Regions from separate parts of the Mus musculus genome. Here region 1 is linked to region 2. A link is a contact called in public HiChIP or PLAC-seq data. All regions are on one chromosome and are shown on one strand. Each heading gives the region's core, a stretch centred on a gene start, on an enhancer-like site or on the middle of the called end of the contact. The rest is flanking DNA. Distances are from core to core; before and after follow the strand shown.

The links. HiChIP or PLAC-seq counts read pairs in DNA pulled down with a chosen protein or histone mark.
Region 1: an H3K4me3 HiChIP or PLAC-seq map of neural progenitor cells shows a contact between it and region 2, with 45 read pairs. The contact joins the enhancer-like site here to the promoter of Spon1 in region 2. A contact is called at or near these places in 2 of 39 promoter capture datasets (cranial neural crest and hippocampal neurons), 6 of 484 Hi-C or Micro-C datasets (the HL-1 cell line, bone marrow-derived macrophages, embryonic fibroblasts and 3 more), 6 of 115 datasets of contacts at active chromatin or transcription factors (cardiomyocytes, embryonic forebrain, embryonic stem cells and 2 more) and 2 of 9 other capture datasets (adipose tissue and liver).

What each region holds. Positions count from the first base shown.
Region 1 is chr7:113,824,732-113,831,045 of GRCm38.p6, forward strand. All of the region lies in intron 2 of Spon1 (spondin 1, (f-spondin) extracellular matrix protein), which reads left to right. Among named protein-coding and RNA genes, the nearest start is that of Spon1, 62 kb to the left of the region's middle. Within about 2 kb of position 3,635, at least 23 of the 459 cell types and tissues checked have an H3K27ac peak or open chromatin away from gene starts, as enhancers often do. A contact at or near this core is called in neural progenitor cells and stem cell-derived neural progenitor cells, where this site is marked.
Region 2 is chr7:113,764,356-113,770,658 of GRCm38.p6, forward strand. Spon1 (spondin 1, (f-spondin) extracellular matrix protein) reads left to right here and starts at 1,643. Exons shown (of 16, transcript NM_145584.2): 1 at 1,643-2,211. The coding sequence starts at 1,974.

The DNA of each region.
Region 1 (6,314 bases), core at 2,385-4,884, 62 kb after region 2:
GAGCGGGCTCATGCAGATCCAAGGCTGTTTTGGAAGAAGCTGGTATTTTCTGAGGAGCAAAGCGCTGTTGGGTGTTCTCTGAATCCAAGGAACAACTCCTTCTGTTCAGTGCTTAATTACCATCTGGCCTCTGAGATCGAGGACAAACAGCCATATTTACCTGAGGTGGCTTCCACAGCTTGGAAAACATTCTTTGTTGTTTGAGTTCTGGGCCAGGAGCCTTAGCCTTCTCCCCACCTAGCGTTTGTCAGAGTCCAACTGCACCAAACTAGGCCTTGGGTTCAGATAGCTTTTGGGTAAGCATCCAGACCAGAACACATTGAGCTTCTTGTCAAGGGAATGATATGACCATGTTAAACACCCGTAGTATAGTAGATTGTAATTCAATATTTGACGCCTTTGACCTTTCCCATATGGTCAGCCAGACTTGGGGCTCAGAGCACCTTCAGAAGTTCTTTATGACAATGAGCAAATGGAGTCTCATTTGTGCAAATCCAAGAGACTCGTTTAGACATCCACAAAACTGCACAGGGGACCCTGAGCCCCATTTAGGTAAATGTAAAGCAAGAGGCTGCTTATTGCAATGAAGTCCTTGGTGTTTTGGAGCAGGGTGTTTAGTTGTGAGCTCCTCTGGTGCATGTGGCTCTGTGGGACAAAACCTGACTAGATAGAAAAGTCTGTGTGACATTTGAGGGATGATGCCACAGGAGGGTGGCAGCATAGAGGAGAGAATGGACATTCCAGCCAAGGAGCCCTGAGCTCCAGCCCAGGCTCTGCCACTCTGGGACTGGAACGTTGTAGCAGCTTCCCCAATAGTATTTCTTCTTCAGGATCTCAGGTGAATTGGTAACAATACATGTAAAGTCTCTTGCCAGAAGGAAGCACTAAAAATTGCTAACTGTAACTGTTGTCAAGGCCATTAACAGTATCTAAGAAAGCAACATGCAAAGTCCAAAGTCCATGGACTGCAATGAAAGGGGCCCAGACAGAGACTGTAGCCAAGCCAGAGATGCAGGAGTCTCACAAACCAAATGAAGGGCAAGTTCCAGTCGGCTGTAATAACTACTTCCATTCTATAGGTATTGCAGGCAATCTAGAGATGATAAAATTATAAGGAATGATCTGCATATGTTATATGTAAATACTGTGCAGTTTTACACATTGCTGGAACCAGTTTCCCACTGACCCTGAGGCTGGCTGCACACATCATTCTTAATGACATGTCTGATGTGTGCCAGGCACCATGCTAAGTGCTGAGGAAACATGGATTTTTAAAAGGCTCAGGAAGTAGGCATTGATCAGGCTTTGGCAGGAGGAAGCCCACAAGCAGAGAAGCCGAGAAGAACAGGGGTAGAGAGATGGAGCCGAGTGAGGCTCAGGTAGGAGAGCAGGATCAAACTGCTAAAGATGGTAGTCGTGATTCTGGAAGCTGTGGAGGTGATTTTGGGAAGAAGACTTCAAAATTTGCTGCATGTTTTTAAAAGGTTCCTCTGGCTTTTCCTATGGAAAAATCAGAGCAAGGGGAGAGAGTGGGTTTATATCAGTCCAACTTAGCCTGGGCAATAGTTAAGGTGGTTGGAGAATCCCAAGTGCTGAGAGATAAAAATAGTCTTTGGGGGGGGGGGGGGCGTGAGGACAATGGCAGATCCAAGAATGGCATCTATTGTTTCTGAACTGTATGATTGGGGTAGGACCAAAGTCAGAGAAACATGATTAGATCAGTTATTAACAAGGTGGCTTTGAGGTGTGTTTGTGTGTGTGTGTGTGTGTGTGTGTGTGTGTGTGTGTAATCCCAAAGTAAAGGAAACTAAGGGTGAAAGGTTGAACCTGGAGCTCAGAGAGACCACCAAGACTTGAAATGTGTCAACTCAGAAATCCCTCCACAGAGGCAGTAATTAAAGCCCTGAGCTGAATGAGACACCTGCAGAGACAGAACAAAGGCATATGGGAGAGGGTTTAACTGTGAGCCTGGAGCTATTGAAAGCCAGCAGAGGAGGGCAAGTGGGCAGAGAAAGTAGAGAAAGAATGGGTGGGGAAAGCTAGGGAGATAAGCCTCAGTGCGGGGTGGGGTGGGAGATTGGTAAGGACCAGGACCAAATAGATTAAGCATTGCAGAGGGTTTAGCCAGAGACATTTTGATAGTATGCACTGAAAATACACAGAACTGGGTTTAAGAATGTGGAGGAGGTGAAGGCAGTAAGTTTGGTCAAGATTTGGCTATGATGGAAAGGAGAAAGGGAAGATCAGATGGTTATGGGGTTCGGGGAGGCTAAGAGAGGGTCTTTTAAATGGGAAAGAGTGGCATGTGCTTAAGAGCTTCAGCAAAAGGTTTTGTTTGCAGCGAAGGTTGAATCTGGACTAGAGAAAAGGGACAAGTGTTGGTGTGAGGAGACAAGGCAGATGGGAGAGAGAAGGAATGTGTCTCTGTCAACACAGACAGAGGAGAACCAGGTGGTGGCGGCGGGAGAGAAAGGGTCTGTTCTGATAATGCTGGGCTGTTCGCTTTGGCCAAGTGAGAGGGTCCGAGTGGGAGAGAAGAGAGGAGGGCTGGAGGGAGATTTAAACCTCTGCTGTGACTGGGAATGAGATGGGACCTTTGTGGCAGTGGTGGGGAGGAGCTGGGGTTGGGAGACAATAAGGTTGGACTCCGCCGACCAGATCCCAAAGTTCTATGAAGCAGCACAAAGACTTTTTTTTTTTAAATCAAACTAAAAAGATACAGCACCCACAACAATAAAGGGCTTGCACAAACCCTTTGAGAATAAAAAACACAAGTATCTAACATGCTAATAAAGATGATGGAGGAAGAAAGACTTGCGAGACTTTCTAGATGTCAGAATATATTGTAATACAAAGTGGGAATGGGGCCGGGGGTTAGGGAGGCAGACTAGAAAGGCCAGACCCATGTGAATTTGGGGAAGCCTGGTATGTGTTAAGATTACCCTCACTGGCTAACAAAGTCTTAGTTTTGTTTGTTGGCTCTTTGGGAAGGAAGGGCTGTGGTTCAGTGGTAGGATACTCACTGAGCATTTGGGAGAGCCTGGATTTGATCCCCGGCACCGCAAAAAGGACCCTTTTATCTGATTTGGATAATAAATTACACATTCACTCTGCATGAAGGGGGGGTGGTGAGAAAAAGTGCCATTAAAACTAGGTGACTCTGGTTGCTGGTTTGTCCTGTAAGGAGCTGAAAGATGCCACATTGTCCATTCTGAATGAACAGGAACCAAACAAATAAACAAACCCCAAAACAAAACCAAGTCTTTTGAGGAACTGCAGAAAAATAAGTCAACAAAGGGAGCCCGAGCATGTGAGTGGCTGCAGCCCCTGAAAGTCCACATGCTAATTCATGCTGTCCAACTTGTCTCTATTAGAGATAGACTTTGGACACGATTAGATTATGAGGCCATCAGTAATTGATTCAGGCCCTTTACAAGGGGTCTGAGGGGCCTATCTGTCTCCCACTGTGGGAGGGTGTGGTGCAATGAGGCCCTCTATGAAGAACAGACTTTGGCGTTGGCTCCTAGCCTCTGGATTTGTGAGAAACACAGCACACTGCTTATTAGGGCTGGTCTGTGCTGGTGTACTATTAGGACCTGAGAGGAGCAAGAGAAAGAGCCACTTGCTGTCCCTAATATCAAAGAGGCAGTCAAGCAAATAAAGAGAATCACCACTTAACAAAGCAAAGCCTTCCATGGCAACCCTGGCCAGGGCAGGAAAACCTACCCTGAGGCAGATGAATTATGGGGGTGGGTGGGGGGTGGGATTCCCTGGGCATCCTTCCAAGAGCTAAAAGCACCAGAGAGACCCAGACATGGGGAGGTCCCAGAATGTTTTGTGAGTTTAATGCCAGATCTACCAAGCTCTCAACAATGGAAAATGAAGGGAAATCTCTCATGCGTCCAGTAATTTGTGATAGCCAAGCATTCTTCTCTTAATCATGCCTGTCAGTAGAAGGAGATATGCCAACCCTAGGCAAGGGAAATACCTAGCTCTAAGCCCCTAATCCAGCCAAGAGTGGAAAATGCGATGTTCAGATGATGTTCCTAATCCAGGGTCACTCTCACCAAAGGATGGAGACCCAGCTGCAGGACTGGAGACCACTCCCTTTCCTCCCACATCCCATAAAAAGCCCTATGTTTGGCAGTTCAGTTGACCTCATCTATTACATCTGCTTTCCAACAGGAAAGGTTAAGGCCTGTTAAAGGATTTAAAAAGAAAAAGGTTCAGAATCAGGGTAGAGTCAGATAAGCAGGAAGTTTGGGATTATAGTAGGAATTTTAAAACAATGCAATTAAAATGCTAAGCGCACCACAGGTGAGAACAGGTGGGAAGGAAATGGAAATCCAGGCCCAAGAATGACTGACGGACAATGCTCCCCATCAAAAAAACAGCATAACAGAGATGAAGAACGGTGACGAATGCTGTCGGTGGACTTGTAGCAGAAAGCACAGCTGGGGAAGAAATCTCTGAGATAAAGATGCATCTTTGGGAAAGTGGGGAAGGAAAAAAAAACAGAGAGAAAGAAATAAGGTAGAACACAGTAACTAAGAATTTTGGGATGAGCACAAAGGGTACAAAATGTGTGTGAGAGTCTGGGGAGAAGGAAAGCAGAAGTTACAGCTGAAAGTTGGGTACCACATCCCAGACCTAGGAAGCAGAGACAGGGAGCCTTAAGTCAGTCTGGGCTATCTAAGTCAACCCAGTTTTAAAAACAAATACACACGAAGAAAAAGAAAATACCAACAAACCACAGAAAAGTAGAAAATAAAGAAAGAATGAAAGGATTTAACTTGTTTTAAATATTCAGGGAAAGAAAGAAAAAAACAGAACTCCAAACCGAGAATTCTGTACCCTGCAAAATTATTCTTAAAAAGTGAAGACATAAAGACTCTCTCAGACAAATAAAAACTGAGAGGATTTGTTTCTAGTTAGAACTGAATTTCTAAAAATGGTTTTTAGAAGGTGTTCAGAGAGAAGACAAATGATATAGCTCAGAAGAACACCAGAAAAGGAATGTGAAGACAAAAAAAACCCCTCTTTTTCTTAATTGATCTAACAGGTGACAACTTGTTCAGAACAAAATCAGCAGTGTACTCGTGTGTGTGTGTGTGTGTGTGTGTGTGTGTGTGTGTGTGCATGCGCTCATATGCAAGCTTCTGTTTAAGGGAAATGAACAACAACGACGACAGAAAGAATGAGAGGAGAGGGTCTGCTGCCTTTGTTCTCCTAAGGCATTTACAGTCCTGTGAAGCAGTCTGCTGTAATTTGAAAGTGGAATTTTATTTACTCTAAATGTATGCCACAGATTGTAGGCTACCCATTAAAAACAGGCTTTTTGTCTCTTTTTATTTTTGGTGTATGTGGTTTTTGCATGTGTGAGGTAGGGGTGGGGGAGGGCAGGAGCAAGTGCCCAGGCAAGCACACATGGGAAGGACAGTGGTCAGCAGGAATCTGTCATTCTCTGTTCCTCCCAATGAGAGGAGTGAGTCAGGCTGACTCCATGGCAGGCTTCAAATTGGCAGTTAAGGAGACTAGGCCTAACTCTTTGTTTCCAAAAACTGGCCAAGTCAGTTAAAAACAACAACAACAACAGCAACACCCAGGCTTCAGGCAGCTAGTCAAAAACTAGAAAGTGCCCAGCCACCTAGCCTGAAGCAAGGACAATGGGTCAGCAAGTTTCTAGTTCTACCCCAGACTTCCTCAGTAACAGTTTCCAGTCCCCATGCCCCAATAATGGAATGCTCGTAGAGATGGAGTAAGAGAGAGGCCACCTACCCCACAATCCCCTAACCAGCTTCAAATCTACCCTTTGAGCTCCTTTGGTTGTCTCTCTATCTTGGAAATGGGGAGACCCCAGCATGCTGGACTTCTGCAGAATAAAACACTGCATTTACATGCTATGGGAGTCTGGGGTATCATTCTTCGGCGAATCATAGACCCTTATAGTTTTGCCTGAGTTCTCTAGCTGGCCAGCTCCAGTATCCACCTATCTCTGTACTCCCCAAGCTAAGGTTACAGTGTGTCACTATACCAAAAGTTTATGTGGGTGCTAGGAATCTGAACTGAGGTCCTAATCTTTATTTTTTTTTAATGTGCTTACCAACTAATCTATCTTTCCAGCTCCCAAACAGATTTAAAAAAATAATAATTAAAATTGTTCAGCTATGAAAGGAGAGGAAATGGAATAAAAAATATTCAGTATTGGCTGGGTATGGTAATATATACTTTGAATCCCAGCACTAAAGGTGCAGAGGCAGGCAGATCTCTGAGTTCAAGGACTGCTTGGTCTACAGAGTGTAGAGTCACAGGGG
Region 2 (6,303 bases), core at 393-2,892:
AGATGATGAATGGATGGATGATGGATGGATAGATGATAGATGGATGAATGGATGATGGATGGATGGATGGTTGGTTGGTTGATGGATGATGGATGAATGGGTGTATGTGGAGGAGCAAATCTCTACCCAAGGTATTTGGAAAGAAAGACATGGTGGTTGGATAGATGGATGCATTCAATGAATGATGGATGGGTGGATTGTTGAATGGATGGATGAATTTTTTTCCTGTCTTCTAGTGCTAGGCATAGAGCCTAGATTCAGGTACATGCAACAAAGCTTGCTGGGGGGAATGGGAACCCAAACATGGAGTCAGTCTAGAACCCTGAGTCAGCTGGCTCACTCTACAGTCCAGATCTGAAGATGCACATAGGAGAGAGCTGGTCTGTTGGATCAGAGGCTGAGGTCCAGTTCTCATGCTTTCTCCTAAGGCTGAGAAGTACACAAGGCCTTCCACAAGGCTTATTCCTCAGTGACTTCTGAAAGATAGCATCCAGTTGACGGTGGTAGTACAAGTCACACCATAGGACTGAGGGATCAGTGGTTAGTGGATGGGGTGAGGAATGGAATTTCCAGTATTGATGGCTCTATTGGGCTGTTTGTAATCTAAGAGGAAGAGGAAAGGCGAGTCTGGAAAGTGGACGAAACTGCTTGTTAGATGCAGGCACTTGAGAAGTATTCAAGGCCCTGGGAAGAATAAAGGAGAATAATGCAGCCTTTCAGGGCATTGGGGGCAGGGGAGGCTTGTGTGCAGCAATGGCATTCAGGTATCTTCAAGTAGGGTGTCTCCTGAGGCAAAGTATTCCACATGAGAGATTTTGCCAAATTTCGGCATACACAGCTCTGGTTCAATAGCTGCCGCCCGCTCCTGCCCCATGCTTCCTGGGCAGGGAACACGCTTGGAAAGGATGTCTGACCTAACCTCACAATGGATAAATGACAAGGCTGAGGCAGAGAGACATTGAGAGAGATTCCGGCTTATGGCCTCTCCCAAAAACCTGTCCCTGGAGGCTAAGAGCCTGAACTAAATATCTAAGCCAAGAAAACACAGGCCCTTCTTTGAACATTTCAAAATGGCCAGGCTCCTAAGCAATAGACACTTATTTTTGTAAGCCCCCTCCTTCTTAAAACCTCACAGTTTATGATTGCTTAGATACACTGCTGAATAAACTAATATGTAGCAAAAAATATTTTCTTCAATAGTAACTTTTCCTCTTGTTTTAAAAGAAAAACATTTTAAAAAATCTTCAAAATTATGGCCAAGGCATTGTGCCAGCTGCTCTCAGGGCCTAAGTCTCGGGCTCCTTGCTGGTCCTCTAGCGTGATATGTTATATGGTGGCCTGGTAAGAGGCAGCGGGCCAGCACAGCAAAGGTGGCCTGCGGGGATCTGCTTGTCTATAAATAAATGATTACGGTGTGTGGCGCTAGTGCACGTGGTAGACTGATGCCGCCGCGGGGAAACCTTGCAGCAGCGCAGCCTGGCACTGAGTAGGTTTGCAACAAAAGTTAAGTTGGCAGGCTTTCCCTCCTCAGAGCACTGTGGTCCACAGGACCCAAGCTGGAACTGGATACCGAGGAAGCAGCCTCGTTGGTGGCAGGGTAGATTGAGCCAGCACGTGTCTGCGTATCCCGGCTCTCTCCCACCAGACCCTGGGAATCCAGCTTCACAAAACAAACACCAGAGCGCCCGCTAATCGCCAGCTCAGAAACAAAACAGCACTGCGCTGGGGGATCCGGGCGCAAATCAGCCCTCCCTCTTCGCGCTCCTTCGCCACCGCCCGCCCCTCAGCTCCGCTGCTCGGCTCCGCTCAGAGCAGCGCAGCTCCGCAGCCGCCAAAGCGAGGCGGGCACGGTCTCCCCACCGCCAGCGCCACCCGGGCTCCTCCAGGTTTCGCCTCTGCAGCTCCCGTCACTTGGAGCAGGAGTGTCCTGACAGGGTCTGCAACATCCGCATAAAGTTGGGGGGCCCTCGAGGATGAGGCTGTCTCCCGTGTCCCTGAGGCTTAGCCGGGGTCCGGCGCTGCTGGCCCTCGCGCTGCCCCTGGCCGCAGCGCTAGCTTTCTCAGATGAGACCCTGGACAAAGTGACCAAGTCGGAGGGCTACTGCAGCCGCATCTTGCGCGCCCAGGGCACACGGCGTGAGGGATACACGGAGTTCAGCCTCCGCGTGGAAGGCGACCCTGACTTCTATAAGCCAGGAAGCAGCTACCGAGGTGAGTGGAATGGCGTTGGGGACCGGAGATCTAGGAACCCCTAGGGCACTGACCCGAGCAAGGCTGGAGCCGGGAGCGCAGTCCCCGAGTGTACCACGTCTGCGCATCCCAGCCCGGGGCCGTGACCTGGCTGCCCTGAGCCCCTTAGCTGCCAGCTCTATACTATACCCAACAAGACAGTGTCGGGGGAGGAGGGGGCCGTCGGGGAGGCTACAGGCAGGAGAGACAGCCCCGGTCTCCAACGCAGGGTTCCCGAGCCGGGGAATACAGCCGAGCCACACATCACACCAGCCTGGCTGGGAGGGAGCCCGACTTCGCTCCAGCTGTTGGCGAGAGTGAAGTACACACACACATTTCTCCTTATCGCTCTCTGGGGAAGAGGGTACTCTCAGGTGGGTCCCAGGTAGGGCATCTCTTCCCATGGTTTTCATCCTCGAAGGAGAGATACCAGCTTCTAGATCAAGCAGGACTCTCACTTCCTGGATGGGTCCCTAACCAGTCTCAGGTTAGGGGAAGGAGGAACCTGAAGGGTCCACAGAAAGATCCCCGAATTACTCTCTTATGTCCCAGGAGAAGACAGAGACCCTTGGATTTCCAGGACAGGTTTCAATGGCAATAGGGTCCTCAAAAACAAACAAACAAACAAACAAACAAACAACCCAACACGGGTAGTCTCTCAATGGAAGGTGGAATGTGACGATAGAAAACAGACCCAGGATTCCCAGAACGCGATTCTGATTCTGGCGGCCTAGACGCTGTGCGCCCTGGGGATGCCCAGCTTTACGCAGCTCAGTAGAGAGTAGGGCTCAGAGCACAGGGAAAGGCAGTACAAGCAGGTGGGCGATTTCTGGCATGACCAACAGCTAGGCCCACACCCACCTGAAGACTCCAGTCACCTCCTCCTCCATCCTCACACTCCCTGCTTAGTAGGTCTATAGGCTCCCCAGATATCTTTTCCTTTTTCTTTCTTTCTTTCTTTCTTTCTTTTTTTTTTTTTTTTTTTAAACAAGCATTAGCTGGCTGTCCCCAGGCAGGACCCTGGGGAAAATTACTATATTTTACCTAGGGTCTCCTCCAGAGCCCTAAGTCTGCTTGGTGCCTGATGGGGAAGAGCAGATCACTGGAGAACTTGGCGGAAGAACTGGGCTTCCAGCTGCTGCCTTCCTGGTTCCCCCAGAGAGTTGCGAGAGGAAATGGTTGGGAGCACTGGGAGAAAGTTTGGGGCAGTACCAGACCCAGCGACTGCACTTCCCAGAAAGTGGCTTCTGTTTTCCTGGTCGGGTTGGTGGAGTTGTAATTCTCCACTCCAAACTATGCACTCAGGCTCCAGGCACCGACTCCCTCAGCCCCTCAGCCCTTGACCAGGATCGGCTTTGTTCCTTAAGGAGTCCACAAGATCCTTCTTTCCGAAGAAAGATGTTGGATTAAAAAAAAAAAAAAAGCTCCCAGCCAGGGAGGAAGCACACAGCTTGGTGAAAGGAGTCTCAGACCTGGCAGTGCAGGACAAACTGATACTCGCCTAACCTGGGGCAGGTCAGACCAAAAGGCAAGAACGCCTCAGGGCCCCCTGCACACAGTCCTGAGTTAACTGGGAAAGCAGAGGGAAAGGGATGACTGGGAATGAGAGGGCCTGGGTTTAGCAGCTGTGTGACTTCGTGCAAGCCATTTGATTTGCCTGAGCCTGTTTCCTAGCCTGGAAAAAAAAAGCTGTGTTCTCATACAAAGGTGAGTGTGTCAAAGAGACAGCAGGTTCCCAAATATTCATTAGTTTAGGTAGAGTGACTTTTCTTTATTGACTTAAAAATGGGGGTTTTTTGTCTCCGCTCATTGCATTCAGTGTGTGCTCTCTTCTGGTTGAAAAGTTTGTCAACATTCCTCCAGTCCAACTACCAGAGAACAAATGGTTGCCCTTTTCTGGCTCCTCATGAATTTATTTAATGAATGAGTGAATGGTGATTTCTTCATACTTGTCTATGACTATTCTTAATTTAAACCCAAGAAGAGGGCGCTCTCTCTCTCTCTCTCTCTCTCTCTCTCTCTCTCTCTCTCTCTCTCTCTCTCTCTCTCTCTGTGTGTGTGTGTGTGTGTGTGTGTGTTGATTTTGGCTAAGCAGGAACATCCTGGAATCCCCTCTCATACCAGTCCTGTTTGGCTGAGCACACACTTCAGCGCTGGGAGGGAGGCACATTCCACAATCACATGTCCAGAGAAGTTCCAGAAGTTTTAGGTAAAGCCAAGGCCTAGCAGAGATGACCTGAGACCAGACCGGGGCCCTGGACTATACCCTTGAGTTTTGAAATATGGTGATACCTGCTCAGGCTGTAGGTGGGGATAACGTCTTTACTCCCTCCAATGGCCAGGATATCTTGAAATAAAGACCTAGGGAGAGGCATGCTAAAATCTTCTGGGTAGGTGTTCTGTAATTAACACAGCAGTTTCAGAGTTATAAAGAAAAGGCACTAGCTTAGTTTGTGACATTTCCCATTAGATTATAGTTCCTTACAATATCACATTAAAGTAAATTTAGTGTCTTCTCCTAAGTGCCTTGACTCAGGTTTTAGACATTAACATCCCCTGGTGTTCCTCTTGCTTTTTAATCCCCTCCCCCCATTTCAGCATCCATCACCCATCACTGTCCTTGGAATCAATGACTCCTTCTCCTCCCTCCTATCTGTGCCCTTTATTTCAGTCTGTCATCCAATAGCATCTGTGCCCCATTGCCCCCCACCCCATTGCCTTTGGCTATTCTAGACTTGAATAAAAAGGTCCCTATTTTAACAAATTGAATCATGGCGCTTCTTCCCCACAGCCTGGGTGAGTTTGGGGCGGTCATTCAGCCTTCTCCAACTAGCTAGTGCGGGTCTGACTTCCTTTTCTCTCCCACCCCTGCTCCCTACCCTCCCTCCCTCTTCCTCTAGCTGCCCCCCACCCCAGTGCTATAATTGTGCTTTAGAAAGCTCTGAAAGGCCCGCTCTGTTTCTGACCAGAGCCTCCTTTGAAAGGCGATTACAGTGATTAAAAATAACAAGTTGAGGATACTCCAGGGGCTTCTCTTCTAGGGCGACAGTTTACAGAGCCAGCCTTTCCCAGATCACAATTTCAAGCCAAATAGCAGGAAATCAGCTGAAATGTTCACGAATTGATTGAAAATCAAGGAGGCTCTTTTGTCTGAGCAAGGTCTGTTTATTGGGAAAATAAAGTCAGGCTGACGAGAGTGTCTTTTTCTAGATGCTCTTTAAAGGGGAAATTTCAAGGAACTTGATGGGAAAAGAATGTTCAAGAGATTTCAAAAGCTAGCCCAACTGCAGGCATAATTGGGGGATTTATTCTACACCCAGAGGGTTGGGGACCTCCAAGGCAGCTTTGCCGTTTCTTCTTTGTCCCAGTTTGGGACACACACTGCCAGTGTGAGTAGGGACCTCAGCCTGTTAGAAAATACATAGGATTTCATGATGCAAACGTTCATGATGGGATTTCTTCATAGTTACTATGTGACTGCAGGCAATCCATGACATGTCTCTAAACCAGTTTCCCTGTCTGTAAAGTGAGGGCATTTGGGGGGAGGGCACCCCCAAAGCATCATGAGGACCGGAAATAAGGATTAAAGAGGTCAGCACACAGTGGGTACAGCGTGTATGTTTGTGTGTGCACATATATAAATACACAGAGATACATGTTATGAGAGGATTCTAACAACAGAGAAGACGTTGTGCTAACTTCTCCTCACTCGGCTCCCTTGTTCCTCACAGTCCTGCAGTTTATTCTGTTCCTGTTTTATAGATGAAACTGAGCACCAGAAAGGCTCCTCACAGTCAAAGTGTGAGACAGGACCCAGCTCTTCACTAGTCCTCTATGCCAACTCTTAACTGACTTGGGAGTAGAAGCAGTTTACTGGGCTAGCCTCAGCCTTCTGAGTAGTGAGACTTCCTTGAAGGGGAACTGAGTCAACAAATTTTGGCAATCACACCAGGGGACACAGAGTCATAAAGCAATGGAGTCTTCCAGCACTTCCTCCTTCTGTCTTCCTTTTTAAATAGACTTCAGTATTGCCTTTCCCCATAAGCAGAGGTTCAGTTTAGGCCATGCAGGACC